6 separate regions of the Mus musculus genome follow, and all the other regions are linked to region 2. The links are chromatin contacts, called in public Hi-C, HiChIP or PLAC-seq and promoter capture Hi-C maps. All regions are on one chromosome and are shown on one strand. The core of a region is the stretch at or near the end of the contact, and the rest is flanking DNA. Distances in the headings are between cores, read along the strand shown.

What was found. Promoter capture Hi-C pulls out the DNA fragments that hold promoters and counts their contacts. A called contact is a pair of places that touch in the nucleus more often than the background predicts. HiChIP or PLAC-seq counts read pairs in DNA pulled down with a chosen protein or histone mark.
Region 1: a contact with region 2 is called in a Hi-C map of cortical neurons, with 2.8 times the contacts expected there. The contact joins the enhancer-like site here to the promoter of Rpa3 in region 2. A contact is called at or near these places in 3 of 39 promoter capture datasets (the 3T3-L1 cell line, cranial neural crest and maxillary cranial neural crest), 2 of 484 Hi-C or Micro-C datasets (bone marrow-derived macrophages and cortical neurons), 22 of 115 datasets of contacts at active chromatin or transcription factors (the 230-238 cell line, the SCID.adh cell line, bone marrow-derived macrophages and 15 more) and 1 of 9 other capture datasets (liver).
Region 3: an H3K4me3 HiChIP or PLAC-seq map of the SCID.adh cell line shows a contact between it and region 2, with 5 times the contacts expected there. The contact joins the enhancer-like site here to the promoter of Rpa3 in region 2. A contact is called at or near these places in 5 of 39 promoter capture datasets (hematopoietic stem and progenitor cells, hippocampal neurons, liver and 2 more), 27 of 484 Hi-C or Micro-C datasets (the AtT-20 cell line, the C2C12 cell line, CD4 T cells and 20 more), 12 of 115 datasets of contacts at active chromatin or transcription factors (the 230-238 cell line, the SCID.adh cell line, bone marrow-derived macrophages and 8 more) and 4 of 9 other capture datasets (adipose tissue, liver, macrophages and 1 more).
Region 4: a contact with region 2 is called in a Hi-C map of B cells, with 31 read pairs. The contact joins the enhancer-like site here to the promoter of Rpa3 in region 2. A contact is called at or near these places in 4 of 39 promoter capture datasets (the C10 cell line, the HPC-7 cell line, hippocampal neurons and 1 more), 1 of 15 datasets of contacts at CTCF or cohesin (the NIH/3T3 cell line), 3 of 484 Hi-C or Micro-C datasets (B cells, bone marrow-derived macrophages and pro-B cells), 15 of 115 datasets of contacts at active chromatin or transcription factors (the 230-238 cell line, astrocytes, bone marrow-derived macrophages and 10 more) and 3 of 9 other capture datasets (adipose tissue, liver and pancreatic islet).
Region 5: a Hi-C map of B cells shows a contact between it and region 2, with 48 read pairs. The contact joins the enhancer-like site here to the promoter of Rpa3 in region 2. A contact is called at or near these places in 12 of 39 promoter capture datasets (the 3T3-L1 cell line, 3T3-L1-derived adipocytes, the C10 cell line and 9 more), 4 of 15 datasets of contacts at CTCF or cohesin (the NIH/3T3 cell line, large pre-B cells, pro-B cells and 1 more), 25 of 484 Hi-C or Micro-C datasets (B cells, the C2C12 cell line, CD4 T cells and 19 more), 37 of 115 datasets of contacts at active chromatin or transcription factors (the 230-238 cell line, the HPC-7 cell line, the SCID.adh cell line and 25 more) and 3 of 9 other capture datasets (adipose tissue, liver and pancreatic islet).
Region 6: a promoter capture Hi-C map of HPC-7-derived erythroid cells shows a contact between it and region 2, with 8 times the contacts expected there. The contact joins the enhancer-like site here to the promoter of Rpa3 in region 2. A contact is called at or near these places in 12 of 39 promoter capture datasets (the 3T3-L1 cell line, the HPC-7 cell line, HPC-7-derived erythroid cells and 8 more), 3 of 484 Hi-C or Micro-C datasets (bone marrow-derived macrophages, nephron progenitors and olfactory sensory neurons), 23 of 115 datasets of contacts at active chromatin or transcription factors (the 230-238 cell line, bone marrow-derived macrophages, craniofacial prominence and 13 more) and 3 of 9 other capture datasets (liver, macrophages and pancreatic islet).

What each region holds. Positions count from the first base shown.
Region 1 is chr6:8,716,394-8,719,454 of GRCm38.p6, forward strand. All of the region lies in intron 6 of Ica1 (islet cell autoantigen 1), which reads right to left. Among named protein-coding and RNA genes, the nearest start is that of Ica1, 61 kb to the right of the region's middle. Within about 2 kb of position 1,723, at least 11 of the 459 cell types and tissues checked have an H3K27ac peak or open chromatin away from gene starts, as enhancers often do. A contact at or near this core is called in cortical neurons, where this site is marked.
Region 2 is chr6:8,257,650-8,260,428 of GRCm38.p6, forward strand. It overlaps Rpa3 (replication protein A3), which reads right to left and starts at 1,492. Exons shown (of 4, transcript NM_026632.4): 1 at 1,351-1,492; 2 at 38-112. The coding sequence starts at 1,449. It overlaps Umad1 (UMAP1-MVP12 associated (UMA) domain containing 1), which reads left to right and starts at 1,639. Exons shown (of 4, transcript NM_001302354.1): 1 at 1,639-1,844.
Region 3 is chr6:8,523,084-8,525,865 of GRCm38.p6, forward strand. All of the region lies in intron 1 of Glcci1 (glucocorticoid induced transcript 1), which reads left to right. Among named protein-coding and RNA genes, the nearest start is that of Glcci1, 15 kb to the left of the region's middle. Within about 2 kb of position 1,303, at least 3 of the 459 cell types and tissues checked have an H3K27ac peak or open chromatin away from gene starts, as enhancers often do. A contact at or near this core is called in the SCID.adh cell line and group 2 innate lymphoid cells, where this site is marked.
Region 4 is chr6:8,686,011-8,688,979 of GRCm38.p6, forward strand. All of the region lies in intron 6 of Ica1 (islet cell autoantigen 1), which reads right to left. Among named protein-coding and RNA genes, the nearest start is that of Gm35621, 64 kb to the left of the region's middle. Within about 2 kb of position 1,336, at least 64 of the 459 cell types and tissues checked have an H3K27ac peak or open chromatin away from gene starts, as enhancers often do. A contact at or near this core is called in B cells, adipose tissue, bone marrow-derived macrophages and 2 more, where this site is marked.
Region 5 is chr6:8,734,720-8,737,639 of GRCm38.p6, forward strand. Ica1 (islet cell autoantigen 1) reads right to left here. Exons shown (of 14, transcript NM_010492.3): 6 at 2,298-2,496. Among named protein-coding and RNA genes, the nearest start is that of Ica1, 42 kb to the right of the region's middle. Within about 2 kb of position 1,617, at least 57 of the 459 cell types and tissues checked have an H3K27ac peak or open chromatin away from gene starts, as enhancers often do. A contact at or near this core is called in B cells, the G1E-ER4 cell line, the SCID.adh cell line and 10 more, where this site is marked.
Region 6 is chr6:8,751,502-8,754,320 of GRCm38.p6, forward strand. The region is part of intron 3 of Ica1 (islet cell autoantigen 1); the gene reads right to left. Among named protein-coding and RNA genes, the nearest start is that of Ica1, 26 kb to the right of the region's middle. Within about 2 kb of position 1,525, at least 46 of the 459 cell types and tissues checked have an H3K27ac peak or open chromatin away from gene starts, as enhancers often do. A contact at or near this core is called in pancreatic islet, where this site is marked.

The DNA.
Region 1 (3,061 bases), core at 473-2,972, 460 kb after region 2:
TGACCCAAATGAGTAAAATCAGGGCTTGAATTCTATTTAGTTCACAGGATTACTGGGCAGACGGGGGGAAAGCGTGTAAAGTTTCTTCACTCAGAATCTGGCCATGGTAAGCAGTCAAAAGTGTTAATAATAACCTTTGCATTGATCATTCATACGCCTTGTGTTCAGGATGTCCTTGGTATAGAGCAATTTCTCAAAAATAACTAAATAAGCCAGGCCTTATGATCCAGGCCTAGAGTACCAGATAGTCAGGAAGTATATACAGGATATGTATATGTATATGTCAGGATAGTTACAAGTTCAAGGCTACTATTACGTAAGTTCAAGGCTAGCTTGGGAAACAGCTGTGTTCTAGTGGTGGTGGTAATTGGTTAATAAAGTAAAGGAAATGGAAAAGTCCATTCACCTCTGCCTAGACCTAGGGACTTCAGGGAATTGGGCAAGAAGATACAATGCCCAACTTTGTGCCACATAAGAAAAGTTTGGAATGAAAACTAAAAGCCCAAAATGGTCTGGTCTACCCACTGCCTGCTTGAGATTTCATGAGGTTTTACTGAACAACTCTGGCTTTGCTCCAAAAGGATAAACTGCATTGAAGCCAAACCATTCAGTGGGTGAGGAAAAAAGAAAGGCCAGCTTCCTATTGGCTCCTTGAGTTTTGAGAGAATGGAGATAAATAAATTCAAAGGATCTCAGATGTCCATGGAGAAAATAGAGGCGGCTAAGGGTACTAGCCAGGGAGTAACCCTGGTCCAGTGGCCAAAAGGAAATCCATGTAAGTTGTTGCTACAGAGATTTAACAAGGAAAGCAGCTGATGTATCTGGAAGTTGAAGAAAGAGACTAACATTACTGTAGCCCGTGAGCTTCAGGAACCACCATCCAGGTGCAGACTAGCCATGCCTGAGTGAAATAAGCAAGGGGCCTGGAGGACAGAGTGGCCCAAGGACACCATATCCCTTGCATACTCCCAAGACATGGTCTAAGACTTCTAGACGTGTGCTCCTAGGAGGACAGCATGCTAGATTTCTGAAAGAGCAACCCCAAAGATACCACTGAAACCAGTGCTACTAGGACAAAGGCAAATGTTGAGTGGATTAAACATTTAAACTGAAACAAAGAGGCTCCTTAACCCAAATGAATCAACGGGTCTAGAAAGACCCATCACACTTATAGATAAACTGTTTTTTGTTCCAGAAAATGCAATGTGTGTGACCACGTGTTCTTCGTAAAGTTAGAGCCATTCCCACCTGGCCCACCCATATCCGAACAGTGTCTCATTGAGAAAGTGAACTCCCTCAGCCTGGGAACCACCTCTGTGAAGAATGAGTAGTTGTTGCCACCCCTCCCCCAACACACACACACACACACACACACACACACACACACACACACACCTTGGGAAATGTTAGTGAACTGTTCATATAAAATACTTAGAACTGTAGTTGGCATGAAATAAAACTTTATGTGTTTGCTAATTTTGTTAGCATTTCTACTGGTACATTCAACAACAAAGTTTCGTTTGTCCTGTTTTCAGACTGTTTAGACATAAAAAAAACAAAAAACAAAAAACAAAAAACAAAACCAAAAAACCAAAATCAAAGAGCTATATTCCCAACTTTCTTCATTTCTGACTTCATTGGTTCTTATGCAGTCTCACAGGCATGCAAATGCCATGCCGGGAATACATGATGAGGCTTCCTATTTTAGACCATCTCGTATGCTTTCGCAGATAAGTAAACATCTTGTTCCTCAAATTGGTATAGACATCGCCTCAAAGCTAGGATGCTATTCCTTATGAATCATGCTGGCTCGCAGCAGACAACAGAAATATCTTCAGGCTTGGTGGTGAAGTCTGCTGTGTCTCCGTAGGTCCAGTCCTCTGAGGACTGGCCAGCTTTGGCCAGCAAACCTCATTAAGGTAGAAGGAAGCTGAGGAGAAATGCATACAACGGCTCAGCAGGCACTTCCAATCTGCACATCAGGACATTTCCACACCTCACTGATGCTGGGAAATGCCCAGTTTGTACCTGAGCTAATTCCTGGAGTTGTCTGCTATTGAGGAGTCTAGATATTAACTGACTCACAGCTTTGTTCTACATCTTGTAGTTTTCTGAGCGAATGTGGTAAACACTGGGTTGGTGAAAAATAGTTAAAAGAAGAAAACTTCATTTAACATGATTAATACTATTAACATATACTATTTGAGTGCATAGGGTACGTAACTTTCCAGGTCCTGGGGCTAACGTAACAATGAATACTAAACAGAACACTGGTGATAGGCTCCTACTCTTAGGAAGTTAAGTCGTTTAACTGACTTTTTTTTTTTTTTTTTGCATGTAAGTCATATTTACTTAACAAAAACAAGTTGTAAGAGAGAAACTTTGGGTCTTTTAAGCAGACTATAACTTTTTTGTTAAATCAGCCATTAGCTGTCTCATCATGTTTTCCTGGGAAAACTGTTTCTAAGTGTAATGGATGGAGCCATTCAGGGAATCCCTGGGTTCCTGCCTAAGCCTCTTGAGTCAAAATCCTTAGGTGAGACCCAGGATTCTCCATATCCAACCTGTTTCTCAGGGGACTGATAAACTCAGCATCAGTGGAAGAGTAAGGTGACTAGAGTCAGCTGATCCTCGAGTGGCAGTTTGTTGTGGGGCTCCTGTGACTTTAAACAGTGAAAACCTTTCAGAAGAAGTTTGGCCTTAGGTCTGCCATAGCCAGCGTGCACAGGATCTGGGGCTCAGTAGCATGCCTTGGTGACATCTATTTTTCTAACTATAAGTCTTTGACCTCCTTTCCAGACTTTTGGTATCAAGATTAAAGCCTACTCTTGAAGGAATGACTCTAAGAAATCCAAGCTCTCAAAGAAGTTTGACCTCAAAAGGACATTTGTGGGACAAGGTAAAAGAGAGGGCTAAATGCTCAACAGAGACATGTGTGGGTGTTCAGAGGATACCGAGACTGACAAATGCCTTCACAGGAAAATATCCAAAGATTCCTTAAGTGTGCTAGTAAAATCAGCTCATGGGGTCTGTGATACAGAGGCCAGAGAACACAATGCAT
Region 2 (2,779 bases), core at 242-2,741:
AAAAATTAAATATGAGAGCATATCACTTAAAACATACTGGCTCCATCAATTCAATGGTTCCATTTTTTCCTTCTCCATCTGAAAGAATAAACATTTTTCCAGTGGGATGAATCTAAAAAAGGAAATCAAGACAAAAAGCCATAGATTTAGAAAACAGAATCTACAGAAATGAATATTTAAAAGATTCCCTGAAGTTTCATTTGGTTGAATATAAAGTAATAGGGGTTTTGGACAGTTTATTTGGTTCAAGTTATAATCTTATTACCTGATCAGATGATTGTAAGCCCAGTTAATTTTGAATTTCTAATAAACAACAAATATTTGCTTAGTGTTTTGTGTGGTTTCTTTTATTTGCAAAAGACACTTGGTACACTAAAACTAAACGAGGCTTTCACTGTCTAATGAAATTCTGCCAACATTCTTGATTTAGTACATCTCACAGAATACCTTCTTTTTGAGGGGTTGTTTGTTTGTTTGTTTTCGAGACAGGGTTTCTCAGTATAGCCCTGGCTGTCCTGGAACTCACTCTGTAGACCAGGCTGGGCTCGAACTCAGAAATTCACCTGCCTCTGCCTCCCGAGTGCTGGGATTAAAGGCGTGCGCCACCACCGCCCGGCTCAGAATACTTTCTTTTAAAATTAAGAACGATGATCTAAAAGAACTGGTTGCCAGATCTGAGGAAGACTTCCCTTGAAACTGAGCTCTGCCACTCGATGTGAGGTTTGAGCAGCTCAGTCAGCCTACCTGTTTAGTTAGAAATTCTTTTCCCTTAGAAAATGTGTGAATGAAATGACCTAGCAGGTAAGTCCTTACAGAGGATTTTCTTTCCCTCGGCACTCTCAATTTCTGGGCCTTTGGGCTTAATTTTTACCTATAGGAAGGACGAGGCTGCAATCTAAGACTGGGCTAGATACAAGGTATCTATAGAATATGGGAGGGGCTATCAAGAAATGTTTCATAGGGAGACGACTGCAAAGTAGAAAAACTAGGCCCATAAATAGAGACGGCTGCAAAAGACAGGGAAGCAAGAAGCTAAGTCTGGCTAAAACAAAAACTCGAACAACAGACAGAGGAGCCAGGTTTGTAAATACCTTCCTGGTAAATAAAGAAAGGGGGCGCGGAGCGCTTGGATCTAAAAGGTCATTCCAAACAGTTTTGGGGACATAAAAGAAGCGGCACCAAAATGTTGCTGCAATGGCTTAGCAGTTTCCACAAGCTCTTCTTGTGAAAACTACAGCAAGCTGGAGGGCAATGCTGCTTAAAGGTGACCTGCTCCCAGCCTCAGCTCCCGACCCCGCAGTCCTTCCCGAGTGGCCGTGGTCCCGTCCTCTCGCCCGAACCCGCATGCACCTTTTCCAGCTTCCCCACGAAGCACACGGGCCGGTCGATATACTGTGGTAACATGCTGGCGTTGACGCGCGCTTTGGGGAGCTGCATTATGTCCTCCATGATTCTGCCGCCAACACTCGCAACCCGCAGGAAAGCAGAAAATGATTGACGCCCAGCGGGCGGCCGCGCCAACCCGGGCAGATTTCCCGAACACCAATCAGAGGAGACGTACGCTCCAGACCCACCAATCAAATCCACGGGAGCATCTGGTTCGCTCGCACCGGGCTGGCGGAGGGGCTCAAGGCTTCCGGAAGTACTGGTAGACTGCCTAGTGACGCGCGGCGTTCCGGAAGTCACTGGGGCCGAAACCCGGCGGGCAGTGGAGGCGGGACTTAGAGGGGCGGGGGCTGAGGCCTGGGACCCGGGATCTGGAGCGGCCGAACGTCGACTTGACCCCGGAAGTAAGCTGAAGGACCGTGGTGGGTGGCGAGCTGCGGGCTGCGGCGGAGTCTCAGGTAGCTTTCTTGCGGGAGGTGTCTGGATCTCCGCGCCTCTCTCCTCCCGAGGGCTGAACCGTCGGGGTGGTGGGCGGAGTCGGGCTCCTGGTCCCGGAATGCCGCGGTGCGGGCACTGACAGTTGCCAGCTTTTGCGCGGGTGGCGCGGGTGCGTGCCTAACCTGGGGTTTGGGGTTTTTATTTTTGAGCCAGTTCTACCTGTAGAGAACCATCGTCAGTCTTTACCCCTCCCTCAGGAGGTTGTTGCTAGGAGACGTTGTGTAACGGACCTGCCTGCTTTACCCACTGGCAGCAAGAGGTGCTGCCCCTCTCTTTACCTTGGACCTTTTGCTAGCCTTGGCGGTGTGGAGGTGTCCATTTCCTCACCTCCTGGGTGCTGGCGTGCATTGGGGCTCCGGTAGAGGAGGACCCCCGGGAAGGACTAGAGATGACAGGCTTCACCAGCTGTTGGACCCAAGCTAGTGCTCCTCCACTGGCGTCACATTTTCTCTTTCTGCAAATGAGGGGTTGACTGCTTTGTAAGGTGCTAGATAACTCTAATTTTGGGTTGTAATACTATATCTAGTTCCCCGAAGTACTCAGAGCTGGCTGTCTGAAAGACAGTTTATTCCAAGATTTGAAGAAAATTGTCGGATGTGTTTCTGGTTCAGAAAATGACTGGATGCTGGTGGCTGTTGATTTTAGTAATTTCACCAGCAAGGGATTGGTACTGAGAAATTTCAAAATGAACGCACATAAAAATACCTTCAAAAGAGGTTGCAGAAATTAAAACATAATTTTAATTGCGTCTCATAATTATGTGGAACAGTGTCTGGATTTTTCTAAAGCCAAAGACTTATTAACCTTCAAATTCAGGGCTAATAACTCAGTTCCAATAATTCAGTTCCAATGTAGCCTGCTGTTGCTGCCTTAAGTAATAAAATACAAAGATCTG
Region 3 (2,782 bases), core at 53-2,552, 270 kb after region 2:
TGAAGCACTAACCACATATCTTTTTGTTTTGTTGCAGCTATTTAAGCACTTGTGGTCTTACAAAAAAGTGTCAGTTTCGTGAGAGTAGTCACTTTTGGATGTCCCTACCCACCAACTATCTTCCTCTATTCAAATGTTTTAATGTTTATCAACTTGTTTGAAATTTTATATTATTTCCCGTGTGCTCCACAGATTAGAACAAACACTGCTAAGAGAATCAGTGTTCTTTTAAAAGTCGAAGAGAATGATGAGTATAGTTCGTTTTGGATAGAAGGTGCTGATCTTTGAGTGAGATTGATGATACTCGGCATTTGAAAATACACTAGTCTTCAAAAGGTTCCCAATTCTATAACCTAGAGCAGACACTAGCGCTGGGGTCCTTGCTTACCAAGAGGTTTTAGTTTATCAAAGACCTTCTATGGAGCCTGTGATGTGGCTCAGCAGGCGAAGATGTCTGCTCTGAGCCTGATCTGAGTTCTGTCCTCTGGACGCACATGGTGGAAGGGGTTAATGGACTCTGGAACGTTGTCTTCTAACCTGCATATGTGATGCAAATATGCACATATGCACAATAAATTAAAGTGTAGTTTAAAACCATGTCTTATAAATTGCTATTAAACTTAGAATATTTAGCTTAAAAAATTTGTTTTATGCAGCTCAGCAAAGTATTTTTCCTATTAGTTGTGAAACAAATACATGTGTAGTTAAAACTGGTTGAAATGACATACCTCATATCTCTGGTAAACCTGTACTATTCTCTAAACCTGTGTAAGGAGATCACATTGAGAAATTACACATGTATCCTAACATTTTTTTTAAAGTCTTTTTGTGAGAACATTTTATTTATGGTATTCTCGGTGAAAGTCAGTCTTTTGTAGGGGTGAATAAGACTTTTGAAAATAACCTCCTCAAAAAGCTACTAAGAACATATTGTTGACTAATTTAGATTATCCTGTTTGCAGTGGCAGATTATGATGATAGCCCAGTGAGACTGACTTTGAAACTTGATTCAAACTGTCCCTAGGGATAATTCAGACCTTTCTGTAGTAAACATTTCTGGTTTTTTTTTTTTTTTTTTTTTTTTTGCTAAATCCTCTTTTTTTTCCTCCTATAAGTCCACTTGTAGAGTATAGTTTGTAGCCTTACTCCTTACAGCTAAACAAGCTAAATGGCATATGATGCTTTTATCCTGTTCAATGTTAGTTTGATCTTCCTTATACTTGATCTTCCCTTCTCTGCCAGCTGAAATAGATTCTTGCAGAAGACTGAGAAGGTCTAGAATAGTGACTAAAACATGAAGGTAGTCTGAGCCCCTGAGTGATGATACTGAGTCCACCTGTCAGCCAGGAAGACACACATTAGGCTGTTACTGTGATAACCCACTCAGCTTTCAAATAGTAGCAGTTAGCATTAGCCAACATTACTTTAGAGCTTAAACAAAGGTGGTTAACCAGCAATTGTCTTTGCAGTTACTCTGATAGTTTTCCTTGGGAGACTCACTCTTTCTTGTCTGCTTTGTTAAATAGGCAAACATATTGTCAGTGCTTCAAGACAGCCCATCAAGTTGATCATGTGACTGTGATGGAATATATTTATTTGGAAGTCATTAGGTATCACCAACCAAAGCATATATAGTTACTCTCTGATTAAAAATGAAAACATAATCTTTAAAAACATTTAGAGATATCTTAAGTAATGACTGCCTCGTAGAAATAAGAGCAATCTGCGGAAGTACCTGGGAAGCTCAAGGATCCCCCTGTTTGCAGAGTGGTTTTACATTTTGTTCAGTTGTCCCATCTCATCGCTACACTGAAAAATTAAGAAAAGCAGGCGGAGAGAGAAAAACAGTTGAGTCATCTTTTTTGTGTAATTAGGTTGGTGTGGTTTCATCTTCCTCCCACATTGATATGAGTCTCTAGTACATCTGGAGGTGGTGCTCACGTTTATATTCCAATTGTCCCCACTCTAATGTTTATTTTTAATGACAAGTTGTTTCCCAAACTAAAATCTGGATTATTTCACTCAGGTTGCAGGGCACTGGAATTATATAAGGTTATCCCATTATTTAAGCTAAAAATTTAAAGTTAGATGTCAATAAACACTGGAACCCCCACTCTATCTACTGGGAATTGCCAATCTTGATTCAAGAACTGTTCAATCAGTAATTTTCGTAGACTATTATTAAGATGAAATGGCCAGTTTTATAATTAGAGGAATAAAGGATGATGCTATTCTAAAATATTTCTAGTAGTGGATTTACTTTATTTTCAAGTTGTTTTCAATTCTTGACATTACTTCCTGAAATCTTTTATGTATAATACTGGTAGAATTGTTGGCGTGTAATGAATTCTGTGTATGCAAACACGAACCAGTGTTTTACCTGTCCTTTAAAAACCAAAACAAGCCGGACGTTGTGGCACATGCCTTTAATCCCAGTACTCGGGAGGCAGAGGCAGGCGGATTTCTGAGTTCCAGGCCAGCCTGGTCTACAGAGTGAGTTCCAGGATAGCCAGGGCTACACAGAGAAACCCTGTCTCGAACCCCTCCCCCCCCCAAAAAAATCAAACAAAAAACAAACAAACAAAAAAACAAAACCCAAAACCTCCCTGGCCTTGATGGTGTCATTTTGTTTTCCTTCAGGATGTCTTCTTCTTCACCAGTCCAGCTTTAATGAAGCACTCGATTTTGGATAAACTGCTTCATAGTTGCATATTTGGTTCTTTACTGTCAATATTTATGAAAGTAAATGCTACTGCATATGTATCAAAAGATGGCCTAGTCG
Region 4 (2,969 bases), core at 86-2,585, 430 kb after region 2:
TGAAGTCAATAAAGAAGTGAAGAGAAGAAAGGAAAGGGAGCCAGGCCGTGTTTCATGCTGCAGCTGTGATGGTTATCAACACTTCAGACACAAGGATGTAATCGCTACTGATTTCATGTCTGCCTAGCCACGTAAGACCTTTAACACCTCGGCAATAATGAATGCGCCATGACAAGGGCAGGTTTCTAGCTACGTGCCATTTATAGGACAATAAGTAGCCAGCATCTCCACACACATGAACACCACTCACACTAGACAAATGTTTTGTGTCCACCTGGACTACCAGAAAGCCCCAGAGATTCAGCTCACCCAGGGATTTGTAAAGTATGTCATGTGACTTACACTTAGGCACATTTTCTAGTGTACATAGAAAAAAGGAAAGAATATAAACAAACAAAAAACAACTCCACCAGATTTCTTCTCTACTCTGCTTTCCAAAGTTCAGGGTTCTGGGGTGTTTTGATTAGGAACCAAAGGTCAAAGGGAGGTTGTAGGTTGAAGAGTCAGCTTGGAGTGCACCATTTTACAGCCATTTCATACTGCGCTTTCCTCACAGTAGAAAAGAGAAGAAAAGACCTGTGTAGGCTCACGTCTGCATTATACACTTCAAGGGAGCAGAGGTTACAATCTTTAATTTTATAAAGGGAAGGCGGTGTGCATTGCAGTTTGCAGGCATTCGAGACACCAATGAACAAAGGGAGGTCCCTGGAACCAGTGACTGGCTCTCCCATCCACCCAAGCTTTCCCAGTGCAGAGTACTGCATGCATGGTTTTCTCTGACGATGCTGCTCTTCGCCATCACTGATCCACATATACAGGCTCCCAGCGGAATAGCAGAACACCCCTGTAACATGCCTTTGTTACTATTTCAGTCGGGAAGAAGGAAACTGGGTGTTAAATGAATTAGGCAACGTGCCCAAGTGTACTCAACTGACAGTGGGTGGAGTCGGGATGGAAAAATCTAAGTTGGTTTCACTACATCACCGAAAACCTCTTAGTTTTGCCAGATCTCAGATCCAAATGATGGTGATGGGGCTTTGGGGACAACTTTCCCTTGCCATTTTGTTAACTGACTGTTAACATTCTAATGCCTTCAAAGTTTGGGAATCTGGCTTCTTGTTTGAGAACCCCAACTGTCACTCACTGTGGAATTGCATCCTCAGATACAGGATCAGAGGTACAAGGAGCCAAAGCAGACACAAATGAATTATGCCAACCCGTAGAGCTCAGACTAGGCAGCTCCGATTCTGAGAGATGAAGCTAGTTCTCACATCCTCACGCCCTTAATGTTTACTAGGCTGGTGAGTTCCCCCCTTCTTAGTTTTTAACTTAAGAAACTAATTCTGTCATCAGAAAACTTAACTGACTGGATTCACTTCCTCTTTCAAATCACTGGTGGAAGTACTCACTCGGGTCACATGACTGAAGGCGCAGTTCTAACTTTATCAATTTCTCTCTAATCTAAGAAGCATACAATCAGAAGACAGAAGAGGCCAACACTTCCCTTTTATCCCACTGTTCTGCTGCGATTTTTAACAGATTTTTAACAATTAGTGTGAGTGATGTGTGTGTGTGTGTGTGTGTGTGTGTGTGTGTGTGTGTGTGTGTGTGAAACGTGTGCATGTAGAAGTCAGAGGACAGGTCTGTAGAGTCTATTCTTGTCTACCTTTCTGTGGGTTCCAGGAATGGAACACACTAAACCTGTCTGCACTTTATATTATGGTGTACTGCTGCTGTGTTTGTTGATGGCCCATTAGTACTAGTAACTGCCACGCTTACAGACAAGCCATCCAATACATGATGGTCAGCTCCTCTGCAGAACATGCTTCCGCTCTGGGGCAGCTTTGTTCTCTATAGAGTATCTCCTCTTAGGAATAAGAGAGAGGGCTACATCCTGCTGGAAATGGTTACAGTCCAGTTTGGTCTAGATCAACAGCCCTGGAACAATTGGGTTATATCCACAGTGCCTTGACCATCAATCACTTCTTGAACCATACAGGCCCGACAACACCAGCCTCTCACTAGGATAAGAAAGTTCTCCTGTGGCTGAGTTAGTTAACTGTTCTCTGAAACCCAATCTCTCTTCTGTATCTTCTTAGACTCTCTCAAAAATAAGTGTATCCACCAGACAAAGTTTCTCTGGCAGAATAGGCCCTGATAGCAAGTATCATTTTCAGGTGGGGCCCATAAGATTTGTGTTCTTTCCCTTGCCTAAAGATAGGGATGTCATATCCGGCCAACAATGGAAGGTGAGTGTCCAGGACTACAAAGCTGTTGTTTGCCTAGGTGCCTTGATTTTTTGATGGAAAGATACCCTTCTAACCTAGACACTATCCTTCAACTATTTTGGGTATCTCTTTGTACCATAATCAAGCTTAGTCTATCCTAACAATGTGGGGATAAGTGTTGGTATCGAGAGTGGCTCTGAACCTAGTGACATCACACCTAGGTGACAGCACAAGCCACACACCTGTTGCCAAGGCAACAGCCACCATATTCCCAGAATCCACTTGGTTCCGTCCAACCTTTACCTGAGGCTACATTACTATCCATATAAAAGGGAGAGCCCTCTGATCTCTCTCTCTCTGCCCCCTCCCTCTTTTCACTGCCATCTTTGCCCTTCTCTCCTACAATAAACCTCACATGGAACTGTCTGGCTGGTGTGGTCTTCTTGGAGCTGCTCAATGAACACAACAATAGGGTTGAGAGGCAATCACATGACTTAAGATTCTAGACAGAACATTGGAAGTGGGTTAGAGTTCCATGAGTAAACCATAAAAAACTGGACAACTATCCAAAGATTTATTCTGTTTACCCTTGTGTGAGCAACAATAACAATATTATCAACAATGACAATAATAACAATGTTATCAGTAGTATTGGGTGATTAATGAAATATCAAAAGCCACTGATGTATTCAAGACTTTTCCTCACTCATTTTAATGCTACTGAAAGCTAGAAATGATGTA
Region 5 (2,920 bases), core at 367-2,866, 480 kb after region 2:
CTGATTTCCAAGGCACCAGGAGGTCACCTACATGCAATGGGGATGGTAAGTGATCTAAGGAGAGGTCCTCTGGCCCCTTAGACTCTGCCTGGAAGACTTGCCATGTAAGTGCCAACTTGGGGCTGGGCACAGGACTGACTCTGGGGTTAGGCTCTGGAGAGAACCAATGCAGTCTCCTGTTCTCCTCGAGTCAAGAATAACCAAAAATTACGCTTGAAGATCACTCTTCTCTCAAAAATATTCTATCCCCAAGTCCAAGTTCACCACATCCAGCTATTAAATTGAATCCAGCACACACAGGATTAGGGGGGGCAGGCACAGCTTCAGCTACTACTTCGCAGTAAAGGATTCAAAATAAAAACCAAACCTACCCATATTTTCCAGGATGGAGATTGATGGCATTAAACGATGGCAAATGTTTCTATGTTCAAACCAAATGACGAAGAACTTGGTTTCTGTTTCAGTCTTAAACAGCTAGCAACCACCTCCCACCAAACAAAACCAGATAAACACAAACACCCACAAAATTCTTTGGCCTTCCAGAATAACTGTTTTCTTGTCCTGGCACACTGGAGGGACCCAGAAACTCTGCACTGAACAAAGGGCTTGCAAGCAGGTGTTACTATGAAACTGCCTGTGCCACTTCTAGGTATACTGTTTGACTTCCTTTGTCTCTTGGTGGGGAAATTGTATCTATTTTCAAAGATTCTGGCTTCCATTTCCTTGTTCGACCTCAGGTTAGCTACCTACCATGGGTCTTTCTACAAAAGAAAAAAAAATGTGTGTTGATTATGGTAAACATTAAGGCTGCACGTCATCAGCAATGTGCTCTGGAGTCAGTTTTTTTTTTTTCTCTCATTCTTTCTTTTTCCTAATACCAATTCCACCCCCATTATCCTCAATCCCCAAATAAAATACTAATGACAAAATAAATGACTGGCCTAATTACGAAGTCAGAAAACTTGCAAAACAGCCTGGGGTCACCAGCATCTAGTTACCGAACCAAAAACATTTGATTTGTTTACTACCATGACGTCTGATATTTTTTTTCTCTTTCAAAGGATGAATGAGTTCCATTTACATCTTCTTCGAAGATGAGATAAACTTCACAGTCTCACCTCTGCCTGGGCAGCCAGCCTGCCTTTCAGAGAAGGCTTATGCTGACATGTTAAAAAAAAAAAAAAAAAAAAAAAAGGAGAGAAAATGAGGCTGGTTCCCTTCACAGGGAGGGAGTCTGAACTACAAACCAAGAAAAACTTCCAGAGGAATTTCTGTTGCTCTAGTACCTAGGTCAAGAAGCAGTGACCACTGTCTTGAACAAGAGAAGCTCTTTTGGTCTGTTCCTTGACTCCCGGCTCAACCTTCTACATACCAGCCAGGGTTCCAGGTTCATAGTTCCAAAGTGATGTCCCTAAAAAGGAGTCTAAGCCTTTTAAACAACATTTCTAATTATGAATGGATCAGTTGAAGTGACTAAGGGAGTTGACACAATATTATGCCAAGCCCAACATTTGGCCCCTTTTTTTCTTTTATGCCCTAAAACACACTCAGTTGCCCAAACAAAGAACTACCAAGATTGTACAAACCACTACAGAATCAGGCCACATGTTCACATGTTCAGTGTACGGCTGCCACCCAGTGGTAGGTTGGATTCCTGTGGACAAAAGGCTCCGACTGGCTACATTAACACAATGTAATTTTTCTTCTTATTTTTTTCTTTTTTAAGGAACCGAAGATTATTATTCCTCAGGAAAATTAAACAGAATATTCATTTTCTTTTGCTCTAATGTTGCTCAGAGAAATTTCTGAAGGGATCAATAGCAGGGAGAGTCAATACCATTCTAGCTAACCACACAACTATATCCCAGAGCCTCTGAATATGTCATAAAAGAACTGTTATTGTTTTGCTGGTTTCAACATGAATCATCAATTAGAAAGACTTGTTAAACAGCCTAGTTTCACTTTCTAGATGTATGTGCTCTGGATTTTTAGTTATGCATGAAGAGACATCTACAAGTGACAACCTTATAAAAAAAAGTGCACATTATATGAAAATCTGACTTCAATTAAAACCAGCTACAAAATCCCAGCAATTTCCAGCTGTCTCCTCTCTTATCCTTAGAGAATTATATATCACATTAATTGCTATTCTGTCACATTTTTAAAAAAATGTCAGCAATGGTTAATTGTATCCTTGGTGCTTTTGAGTTATGTCTGTTTTACCAGAGGGATTCAAATCACACTTGGTTGCCTTCTAGCAAGGTGGCCATTTTGACAACCCTCAAAAAACTTCTTACCTTCCTGAACTTCTCCATTTGCTTGTAGAGGTCTGGATCAAGTTCCTGAGACACATCCTTCATCCACAACAACGCTCCTCTGTATTCTGTCCTGTACTGCTCCATGCGGTTCACTGTCAGCCAGGTATCAGAGATGGCCCGATGTCTAAAAGTTTCTACTTCTTGGTGAAATCGACACAAAGGGTTTCTCAAGGCCAACCTGTACAAGAGGGCATAGATATAATCATAAAACAAAGGAAAAGAACAGTTCCAAATTCTGATATTCTGCACGCATCATAAACCCATGAACTTAGACCACTGTCTAAAACGCACATGTCTTGTCAGGAGACAGATACTAATCAAAATGTGAGTGAAGGTGGGATCAACCAGAGATTGCCCACATTCTGATCCTTTCATTTTCAGTGAACTGGACCATTGGGAAGCACTCCATTTGTGTTGCTGGGCGGCCTCAGGCCTGGACAGTATTTATTTGAAGTTGCAACAAGCCCGTGTCAGTGAAGGATAGTCACAGCGTGGCCATTCCTGTTTCCATTCCTGGCTACTCCGTCTCTTCTGTTGCTGAATTTTGGGCCCTGTGTGGAGGGTGGAATGGGATAGGCATGACTTGGGTATCCTTGACCTGG
Region 6 (2,819 bases), core at 275-2,774, 490 kb after region 2:
CTTCAGTATTTGAGTGAAAACAGGTGAACCTTTCATAATACATATGACCAAATTGATGAAGAAACAAATTTACTTATTTATTAAATTACACCCTCAACTTGTATAGGTTAAAAAAAAGTGTTTCCCCATTAAAAGAAATTTAAAAACCAGAAAACACCAGCTTGTTTCTTTGCCAACACCTGAAAGCAGTGTTCTGGGCCACACGCCATCTGGGTAAGAACAGAGATGTTCTAATTCTAACTTTTGAACCCAAGAGTAATGATGTGGCCCATTCTTACTACTGACCTCTTAAAAATCAAGGTATTGGTGAGGTGCAATAAAATGCAGCTTTGGGATGTTTCATTCTGTGAGTTCAGGCACTTATATTCAAAGCAAACATTTCCATCTTTGAAATAGTCCACTGAGTCCTGGAAGCTATTAAAAAACTAAACTTGAACATAATATTTATATATTAACTTCTCAATGTCTTGTATTTATATATAAGGAGGGTAGAGGTCAATGTTGTATAACTTCCTTTGTGGTAAATCACCCTATTTTAAAATTTGATTTGATTTGTCAATACTATTGTGTGTGTATATGTATGTATGTATGTATGTATGTATGTATGTATGTATGTATGGTGTGTGTGTGTGTGTGTGTGTGTGTGTGTGTGTGTGTATGTGTGTGTGTGTATATGGTGTAACATACTGTGCAGGTGGAGGTCAGAAGAGAACTTGAGGAGTCAGTTCTCCCTAGTGTAGTGGGTTCTGGGGATCACACTAGTGTTGTCAGGCTTGTACAACAAGAATTTCTACTCACATGAGTGCTGGAGATCTAACCTCAGGTCCATGTGTTTATGCACCAGACATTTCCACAGTCCCTAATAAAGCTTTGTATGGGCACTTCGTTTCTGGGCCAGCAGAGTAAATTAGCCTTCTACAGGCCATCCAGTGTAAGAGCACTCCATGACAGCTTGCATATAATTCTCATGTTCTAACTGGTCAACCCACTCTCTCTACGCATCTGTACCTATATTAATGTTTTTGCAACAGAAATCCCTTGGGTAGACAAAACACTAAGTCCAGATCTGCTGGATGCATAGCCTATGACAGCGGATACTTAGATGAAAGCATACTTGCATCAATAAAAGTGCTGCCGCAAGGACCTCCAGATGTTTAAGAGAGTAGTAAATTAAATTAAATATTAAATGACTATGTCTTTAAGACAGGTTCTTGCTGTGAAGCCCAAATGGGTAATCCTCCTGCTTCAACCTCCTGGGATTACAGGACTACCATTATGCCAAGCTTTAATTACTTTTTGGATAAATGTTTGTATTTACTAGATTGTTTACAAAAAACAAACAAACAGCTTCAGCTTCGAATGGCTTAAACTGTATTTACAATACAAATATCAGAAAAGACATTTCCTCTTTCTACCCTGTTCTAAGGTGAACCTCTTCAGAAGCAGCAACCCCATGGCTTCTGTTTCACAATTTCCAGTGGCAGAGAGAAATGGTCGAGAACTGAGACTGTCTGTACTAACATACATAGAGTGAGTATTTACACAGTCATTCAGTTTGAAACTGCGCCTGGGACAGGCTGGGAGCACAGTGGTGAGTAAGAGCTAACTTGGAATTTGACCTCTTTGTGGCAAGGAGGCAGGCAAACAAACTCACACCTGAGACTTTTTCCAAGGACTGCGCATGAGAGGATTTAGCCCCATCTCATAGTGCATTACCCACCAGAGGGGTTTCTGTTGCAGAAATAAGTACGCTATACGAAAGGAAGCCAGGCCATGTGGCAGTGAGCAGCCAGTCTGTGGGTAGACAGCCAGGGACTTTCACCTTTAGGATGTGAGAACTATGAGATCAAGTCAGTCAAGGAAAGATACAGGGCAAAGTGTCCAGGCAGAGCAAGGAAATGGCTTTGACAAGCCTGAACTAGCTGGTTATACCGAGAGATCTGAGAAAAGACCTTAGTGTCTGTAATGTGGTGTGAGTAGTGTAAGAATGGGAGAAAAGAGAAAAGGGAAAAGAAGAGGGAAGAGAAAAGGGAGGGGAGGGCAGGGGAGGGGAGGGGAGGGGAGAGGAGAGGGGAGGAGAGGAGAACCCAGGGGAAGGAGGCAGAGGTCAGGTCTATCAGGAACATTCTGGTACTAGGCTGTCAAGACATGACAAACACTCAGTCAATTCTATGCATTACTGGAATCATATCTAATTTAACCCCCATAGTAGCTGGAACACTTAAGGATTCTTGTTACAAAGGCAACAGTAGCTCAGATCCCATTGTGCAGGGCAGGGCATCTACGGTCTCAAGGCCAGCCCATCTCTCCTAACAAAGCTTTGCAGCTTTCTCTGGATCTGCCTCTGCCCTCAGATTCATAGACACAAAAGGCCATCCTGTATAACTGACAGCTACCCTGTATGTGCTTTGAGCCCTTTGCTAAGGTTTCAAGACTCTTGAGAAGGCTTGGAAATTTTGAGCTTTTAATCGCAGCCTCATTAATGTTCAGCTCATTAACTTTAGCTGCCATAGTAAACTTAGAGACCCTATAGACTATCGTCCATTGACCACACTATTATTCCCAGTGCCCTGTCACTCACAGAACTGATGTTTGCTTTCAAGTTGTAATGAGAACTAAAAGCAAAAATGCTCAGCAAGACAATAATGCAGCAGGCCTTTTATTCATCATACTAACCCAGTAATCAACCTGATATTAAAACACTTGCTACACAGATTAACTAAATATCTGCTTAGTTAATTCATTCTAGAATTTTCCATGGCTTAGTACCAGTATTTCTAGAATCTACCTTACAGGTCATTTTGTTTGCTGTTAACTAA